Regions from separate parts of the Zea mays genome. Here region 1 is linked to region 2. The links are chromatin contacts, called in public Hi-C maps. All regions are on one chromosome and are shown on one strand. The core of a region is the stretch at or near the end of the contact, and the rest is flanking DNA. Distances in the headings are between cores, read along the strand shown. Region 1 holds the start of LOC103644231. Region 2 holds the start of LOC103644229 (hepatoma-derived growth factor-related protein 2).

Region 1 (4,493 bases), core at 1,953-4,452, 160 kb before region 2:
CATGTAGCTTGTGTAATATTGCTTTCTTATGTGTTAAGAACTTACAAGGTTGTTGATTTGTACATAACGGCTTTGTCAAAGAGACGTGACCCCCATGGACCAGTCAGCTCAGGTTTAACAACCTGCTTTAAATCTTCTGCAAGCTCATAAACTTTGGGCTTATCATAGGTAACAACCCGAAGAGCTTCAAAGTAAAGGGCATGATCTGTGAGTATTAATCTTCCTGCATCAGGAGGGTCAAACCAGTGATGTAAGAATAAAGAAAGGCAAATACATGTAACATGTGATTTCACTAATAAGTAAATCAACATGACAGCAACCTGATCAACCCATCAATGAACCACTCATACCTGGCCACGTTGAAATACCCACATGTTCAAGTACTGGTTGTGTTGTCAATGTACCATCAACTTCCAGAATCCTTTCTCCTCTCTGAGACCGAAAGTTTGATAGAAGTGATGACTCAGATTGTGTCTTCATCTTTTTAACCGCTCTATATGAGATAAACACATATGCTAAGTGCTTCCTTTAGCAAACAAGATAAAACAGAAATTTATATGTACTTATTAAATATTCATAGGATAATAAACGTGTCAGAGAAGTAGAGAACTTTATTCCACCATTAAAAATTGTAGACAGAAGTAAAGTGAGTAATGATCAAGTGACATGTTAAGATTGTAAAGGATTCATAATTATCATCCACATGAGCATATGCATATGGATTAACACTTCCATGTTCTCTAACCGATGGGTAACTGGGGCTTGTAGGCTAAGGTTACAGCAGTCAATAACTATGTAACCCTCTTTCTACCATTGTAAAAGGATCCAAGTCTATTCTTATATCAAGGTCTGTACCATGGTACATCTATGAAAAATCTCCAACAGAAGTGACATGTACCATCTATATTAAAAAAAAACTCGGACGGGGAGGAAAAGACCGCCCTCCCGGTATAATGCCTAGGGTCGGCACTCGGCACTCAAGGATGCACACAACCCACGGATGGCTAAGAAGAGACTGAAATACTGGTCCCGGCCGAGAAAATCCCCGAACTCTGGCCTCCCATCACTAACGGGCCGGCGTCAACCGTCCGCTCTGCAACGGCCCAATCGGTAACCCGAGAGCGAATGAGGCACAACGAGGGGAATTTTTAACCAAGCCGGAAAATTCGCCCCCGAGGGAATCGAACCTGAGACTTGGAGGTGCTACTCGAAAGCCCTTAACCACTCGGCTAGAGGCCCTTTCGCACCATGCCACCATCATATATTTATGGTACCACTACAAAATAGATGCCAACAATATGCACCCTTCATCAATGGTGTGTATTTTGGTCAATAGAAACGTGAGCTCAATAATCAAAATATGAATTTCATAACATTATCTAGGATTTAGTAGTGTTTTGTTATTATTGCATTTCAATACCTCATGACGACTTCACATTAGTAACTAACAAGCGTTCTTACCCAGGTACAGGCACAACTTTGCTCTTTCAACAGAACCAAAGGTCAACAAAACTTGTCAGAGGCCAAGTATTCAAGCTAGTTAATGTGTATATGATTATAGTAGTAAAGAAAGTGACCTGTCCAATTCTGAAAGGTACTTCTCATATACAGAAAATGAAAGACGGCCTCCGCTCGAACATGAAAGTACATCAAAGAGATTTGCACAAGTTACTACATCAGCAATGGTTGGGATGGCAGGTGCTATTCTTGTAAAAGCTTCTGAGCTAACTGTGCTATCTACCTCAGCCTGCAAAGCGGGGGTGAAATTCAATACAACAAAAGGTACTGATATAAATCTTTGACATAACATAGAACTTGTGAGTGATGATGGAATGTTAACTAATTCTGTAACAGAACAAAGCAGTACCTTAACAGTGAGCTGGCTTGAAGAATAGGGAACCTCCCAAGCTAACATCATGTCAAAAGACAAGCGGCGAAAGCTCTTGTCAGCAAGATACCCTGTCACTTGTGATATCTGAGCAAGTGCCAGGAAGCAGCAGTACTCCAAAAAATTTCTTGCGTAGCTTTTTGGCTGCTTTATGGAATCAGATGCTTGCTTATCAAAGTTATTTTGTAGATCATTGGTAGAAACGCCAAGGATTCTGAAAGATATTTGGAACAAAAAAGAAATTGATCAACAATTAATGCAAGCAGATACACCGTATTCAAGAGAAATGTTGACTATAAAAGATAACAGTTTAAATTAAAAATAAAAATGGGCATATCCATCCAGTTGAGTTACAAAAACAAGTGCAACAAAGCACTAGTTCCTGCTGAAGCTGAATGGTGTCTGCTCCAACATGTGTGGTGTACAGGTTGGTTTGGTCAGTAAGATGTAAGGTTTTAACTCATCACAACAATAATGTTTCCTCAAATATTTTCAGACATAGAAGCAGTGGCAACAACAAATTCTGCTAGGAGGAAGAACAGGGTTGGGTTTTACTGGTGATCAATTTCCACATTTGGGCATCGGCAGGAGCTTGAACAATCTGCATCCTAGTCCCCTAGAGCATTTCCCTTTCCGGAGACACAAGAGAGGGAGGGCGTCAGGCGAAGCGCATCAAGCTCGGTCTCAGGCATTACCGGGAGCAGCGGGCGACGACGGCGTTGGCCTTGAAGGAAAGGCCAGCGATGGAGGAGCGCTGCACGGAGAGGGAGCCGTCGTCGTCGCCGCCGTCGTCCATGGCCGTGTCCCCGCGGCGGGGGAGGCCCCACTTGAACGACCCATCCCGCACCAGCCCCTCGAACCCCTCCATCAGCAGATCCCGCGTCCGGCTCATCATCGCCATCCTGGACGACGAAGGCGGCGGATCCGGTGCCGGTGCCGGTGCCAGAAACGGTTGGCCGCAGTGCAGCGGGGCTTTGATCGCGTACGGGCTGACGGTAGCAGAGACTACAAGGGTTGCTGACGGGGGAGGAAGAAATTAGAGCGGACGATGGAGAGGGGGTCGTCCGTGCTCAAACCCTCATCCTGATTGTCGTCGTCCTCATCTCTGACGCGTGCGTGGCCGTGGGTATCGCCATGTCGGGAAGAATGGCTTGCGGAGGACTCAGTGGTAAACGGGGTAAATAACCAACACGTTGGTGGGTTCTGTCCTATCTCCTATTTGTACAACACAAAAAAGCCAACGCACAATTTGTAAAGGCGGTGCTCCTTCGTTTGTCTTGCAGCGGAAAACTTAGGGCACGTACAATGAACAGACATCAAAATAGTTCTTCAAGTACAAAAGATAATTAAAAGATTTTATTATATAATAAAATATTTATAAATATAGTCTATTAATAAATACAGAAGTAGAGAAGGCTCTAGATTTTTTGCAAAAATCTTCTTTAGACATCTCAAAAATCTCTATATTAAATATATGTACATGCCTTTAGTGTAGTTATTATATTGTTTGAATACTAACTAGAAATATTTGTGGCTAATTTGGTAACTCCATTTTTAAAAGATTTTTATTTTCTAAAGAAAAAATAGAGCTGTCAACTTTACTTTTATTTTTAACATTGGTTGTTTAACCTCTTCGGTTTTATAAAATAAGATAAATAATCTCTTGAGCGAGTTTTTACGTTTTTAATGATATAGCACTAATTTAAGTAGTATTCAGTTTTATCTTTTCAGTACTGTTATCTTATAGTGTCTAAAATTTATATAATTTTACAAAAAGTGATAATTATATATTATATTTATCCTAATTTTTCTAAAATTTTAGAATTAACAGATTATTTACTAAAAAGCTACATAAAAAGAGTTTAATATATTTGTCTCAATTAATCTCTTATCTTCTAATGCTAAAATTTTACTAGAGCTAAATAATACTATTATCAAACTACTAATTTTTATTGATTTTATTAGCTAAGTTGATTGATCTTTATTCTAATTACTAATCAATTATATATTTAATTTTAAAAAATACTTATCAAACAGTAACAAATCTCCAATTTTTACACAAATCTTTTCCTAGTTAAACTCAAATACATAAAAATTTATATAGTTTTATGAGAACTTTGAATCTTGTCCCATAATTTACATAAATACTTCTCATAACTTTATATAGATTGAGATTTAAATTTCTCATAAAATTATAAAAATATTTGTATATATCTTAGTTTGGCTAAGATAATATCTATGTAAAAAATTAAAGATCATTTATCACTACTTGCTAGGTGCTTCTAAAAACAAATATAAATTAATTTAATTAGTAATTAGGAGAAAAACCAATTAACTTGATTAATAAAATAAAAAAATTTGTAGTTTAGTAATAGTTGTTGTTCACTTGTTCTCAAATGCTATAAATCAAGAACAAGACAACACAATTGTTAATGGTTAAAGGTCTTCGTCCTTCGAAGCATTATTTCCTCTCAGATATAATAATCTTCAGACGAATGTCATGAAGGTCATACCTTCATGATTTTATCATGTAAACATGAATATAAATAAAAAAGTAAAGGAATACAGAAGAATACAAAGAGATAAAGGTAATAATTGCTATATA
Region 2 (4,459 bases), core at 760-3,259:
TTATGGGTACGGGTTTGTTCCTATAGTACCCAAACCCGTGAACCCGTGGGTTTTTTAAACTCGACCAAACCTAGTGCATATTATCATTTTATTTTATAAACGAACAACAAACTTGTTATTCCTTATTTACTTCATAATTTTTATCAATTGGTGAATGTATTAGTAGTCAGTGAGAATGTTGCTTGCTTGCTATTATAGTTTTTATTAGCATTATATATGTGGTGGATGGATAACTTAGTGTAAGGTCACTTAATTATACAACTTATTATTTGTATTTCATTCTCTCTACTAATAAATTTTATACCAAATCATGAACTCGTTGTTCATTACATAAATTTTGGATCATGATATTATTAATCATTACGATACTTATTGATTATGAGAAGAACAAGTATATTGGAGATGAAACCCGCGGGTAACTCATGGGTACCCGTAAACCCGATGGGTATGGGTTTGGGCAAAATCTCAAACCCGTCATGGGCATGGGTTTTTTAATGGGCATAGATATTTTTCACGGGTACGGGTCTGGGACGGTAAAACCCAACGGGTTTGTACCCATTGCCATCTCTAGTGATGATGGCACCTCCTGTTGACGTGACTGGTCTGCGCCCTAGGTTGGGCGATGTGGAAGCTCCTCCGAAGCCGAGGTCGAGTCTGTCTTCCGTGGCCGAGGTTGAGTCCGAGCCCCTGGGTCGGGCGAGGCGGAGGCCGCCAGCTGAGGCCAGGGCAGAGTCCGAGCCCTGGGGTCGGGTGGAGCGGAGTTCGCCGTCTTCTGGGGCTGAGCCCAAGTCCGAGCCCTGGGTCGGGCGGAGCGGAGTTCGCCATCTTCCGGGGCTGAGCCCAAGTCCGAGCCCTGGGTCGGGCGGAGCGGAGTTCGCCGTCTTCCGGGAATTAGCCCGAGTCCGAGCCCTGGGTCGGACGGAGCGGAGTTCGCCGTCTTCCGGGGCTTAGCCCGAGTCCGAGCCCTGGGTCGGGCGGAGCGGAGTTCGCCGTCTTCCGGGGCTTAGCCCGAGTCTGAGCCCTGGGTCGGGCGGAGCGGAGCTTCCTATGGTGCCTTCGGCCGGGCCTGACTGCCTGTCAGTCTCACTCTGTCAAGTGGCACCGCAGTCGGAGTGGCGCAGGCGGCGCTGTCCTTCTGTCAGGCTGGTCAGTGGAGCGGCGAAGTGACGGCGGTCACTTCGGCTCTGCCGGCTGGGGGGGCGCGCGTCAGGATAAAGGTGTCAGGCCACCTTTGCATTAAATGCTCCTGCGATTTGGTCGGTCGGTGCGACAATTTGGTCAGGGTTGCTTCTTGGCGAAGACAGGGGCTCGGGCGAGCCGGGAATATGTTCGCCGCTGGAGGGGGGCCTCGGGCGAGACGGAAATCCTCCGGGGTCGGCTGCCCTTGTCCGAGGCTAGGCTCGGGCGAGGCGTGATCGAATCCCTCGAATGGACTGATCCCTGACTTAATCGCGTCCATCAGGCCTTTGCAGTTTTGTGCTGATGGGGGTTACCAGCTGAGAATTAGGAGCCTTGAGGGTACCCCTAATTATGGTCCCCGACACGGCTCTACCTCTATGGATCGCTCAAACAACGAGTCCGAGCCGGCTCGCAAGCCTGTCATATATATATGGGTGGTAATAGATCGTGATCCAAATGGTTCTTCACAAAATAGTAGGGCCATAAACAAATTTTAGTTAAAAAAGAAAGAAATAAGACCCGATCTTAATCTGATTCGATTCTTAAATCTTATAATGTAAAATTTAGAGTCAATTGTCACCTCTAACCATATCATGTAATGATATGTTATGATTATTGATTTATTTTTTATTTTTTTGGATTTAATTATAGATATAGTTTAAAATATTTTTAGGATCTAGTGATATAATTTATGTTTTAAATTTAATTTATTGTTGCGGTTGGCAAACCGGCTCACGAGCCCAATAGGACTAAGCCGCACCAAGCCGACCTCGGCTGATCGGATCCCGCTAAAAACACAAACGCAGCCCGCAGGCCCGCAGTAGGGGAAAGAAGAAGGCCGGAGAAACTAGGAAAACCGAAAAACTCGCGCGAACCTTGCAAAACTCGAACATTCTCCCGCGCCTACGGCTCCCTCCTCCCATCTCAAGTAAAATCTAACCGTCACAGCTTTTCCAATCCACCCATCCTCATTCCCGTTCGCCTCGCCGCTCCCCGACCTCGACTCGCCGAAATCCCGGGAGGAGAGGACGCGGGCGGCGCTATGGACACGGAGCCGTTCGACGAGGCGGAGCTCCTGGCGCTCCCACCGTCCCCCGTCGCGTCCCCGCCTCGTCGCCTCAAGCGTCTCAAGAAATCCTCCTCCCAAGCCACCGCCACCACCGCCACTACCACCAGCCCTCATGTCGGCTCCCCGCCTCCGCCTTTGTCGCCTCCGCCTCCGCCGCTGCTGGCGGAGGCGACGCCGGGCGAGGAAACCCTGGCGTTCCCTTCCCGCGACACCTCCCCACACCCGCCGACGCCGCCAGATGCGGATGCCCCGACTCCGCTACCGCATCCCTCTCCCGCCCCCGTGTCGCCGCCGCTGCAGCCGACCGTCACCCCCGACAACGACAGCGACGAGGAGGACGACGGGCTCGACCCGCTGTTCTCCGGGGCCGCCGGCGTCGCGCAGTGGGACCCGCTGGGCGCGCCGGCCGAAGGGGACGGTGAGGGCGACGACGACGACGACGGACTGGGGGGCGGCGGCCTCATCGAGGAGCTACGGAGGGAACAGAGGTCTGCGAAGAAGCGTCTCGACATGGACGAAGCGGACGGGGAGGTGGCTTCGGGTGCGGGGGCGAGGGCGGAGGCAAAGGGGAAGAGGAGCAAGAGGAAGAGGAAAGAGGAGGCACCGACCATGGAGTCGGCCCGGGAGAAGAAGCGATCTGAGAAGGTAACCGGCCGTTCTCTTTTGCGTTCTGGGTCAGGCCGTTGGTTAGTTCAGTTGCTGGCCGGTTTTGCTGATGTGTGGTGCTGTGGGTTCATGTGTGTAGGAAAGGAGGGCGCAGCTTGATTCGATCCATGCCGAGTCACAGAGGCTGCTGCGGGGTATACATACACGTCATTTGCACATGCGAGTAGAATTTAGATGGTGAGATTTTATCTTTGTTCTCATTTTTGTTCATTGTAGAGACGAGGAAGGCGTCGTTCAAACCAACTGTGCAGCCAGTTCACAAGCCCATCTCATCTGTCCTGGAGAAGATCCGCCTTCGTAAGATGGAGGTTCTGAAGAAGTACAGATTTTTCTCTCTGAGGTTTCCATAATTTGATCCCAATCCACTTCCCACACACAATCAGGAACCTTAAACAACGTTTGCTTTTCTTTACTTTGGATTTCAGATCAAATACTTCTATTGAAGACAGTGATGACAATGATGCTGTTCCGGAGCCAGTGGTTGATTTGGCTGAGCAATTGGATGTGCCTCAGTCTAAAGAAGTGGCACTTGATAAAGACTTGAGGATTGTGAGTTTTCATTAAATCCATTTGTCTTGATTATGTTATGCAGTGTCCAAAGAGTTTAAAGTGGCGTTGTAATTGCAGGATGGCGCTGAAAAGGAGCTTGGAGCAAATGGCCACAGCCTTGATCGGTGTGATAGTGTTCAAGAGGATGAGGTGAGCATTGCTTTCTCTAGATTAATATGCATTGCGGTGTCCATATAATACATTACTGATATAATAATCTGGCTTGCAGGATGGTTTGAGTTGCAAGGAGAAATATCTCTATAACTGTGGTACCAAAGCTTCAGATGAGGTATTGTCCCCTTATCCAATTCTGCTGCCATCTACAGCAAATAAATTGTCACAGCAGAATAGGAGGATGATTTATCTATATCATGCAGTAAATTGCAAGCAGGGATCTGAGATGTTATAAATTATGTGATCGCGGTCTTATTAAGCAGATTAATGACTTTAAACACACTACATATGCAACTACATTTGCAATGATGAAATTTCTGTATTAGCAAATAACAATTCATTGTTTGATTCTATCAGGAGCTCATAATACTTATCTATATTCAACATCTTGTTTAGCAAACTACAATTTATTGTTCGATTCTGCCAGGAATTTTCTGATAGATTGCAAGAGAATCACGAGAACACCCAGCCAAGTAATAATCATAACGATTCAGTAGATCAGAGTCAACTGCCCCCTTCTTCAAGCCCTACTGAGAGTACAGATGAAATGTAAGTGTGTATACTTTTCTTGTATCATCCATTCTCAATTTTCCACAACAACCATTGGGATTATTGTATATTTGTATTGGTTTCAGCACCAGAGTCCATTATTTTGCACCTAGCCATGTGTTGACTTTTGTATGGTCAACAAAGGATGAAGAACCTACACCTTTCATTGATAGGAAAACAGGATCGTTATCCCTGGCAGGGGCATTAAATTTCAATGGCTAAATGAAGGAATTATGTTAGTATTATCAACTTTGACTACCCAAATCAGTTCTG

What was found. Hi-C and Micro-C count contacts between places; a contact is called where the count stands out from the background.
Region 1: a contact with region 2 is called in a Hi-C map of tassel, with 3 times the contacts expected there. The contact joins the promoter of LOC103644231 here to the promoter of LOC103644229 in region 2. A contact is called at or near these places in 5 of 25 Hi-C or Micro-C datasets (ear, endosperm, leaf and 1 more).

What each region holds. Positions count from the first base shown.
Region 1 is chr1:298,527,487-298,531,979 of Zm-B73-REFERENCE-NAM-5.0, reverse strand. LOC103644231 reads right to left here and starts at 3,202. Exons shown (of 9, transcript XM_008667429.3): 1 at 2,584-3,202; 2 at 1,868-2,102; 3 at 1,578-1,747; 4 at 351-493; 5 at 46-223. The coding sequence starts at 2,789.
Region 2 is chr1:298,362,593-298,367,051 of Zm-B73-REFERENCE-NAM-5.0, reverse strand. It overlaps LOC103644229 (hepatoma-derived growth factor-related protein 2), which reads left to right and starts at 2,009. Exons shown (of 12, transcript XM_020547017.3): 1 at 2,009-2,893; 2 at 2,994-3,048; 3 at 3,131-3,254; 4 at 3,340-3,463; 5 at 3,542-3,613; 6 at 3,693-3,752; 7 at 4,065-4,186. The coding sequence starts at 2,222.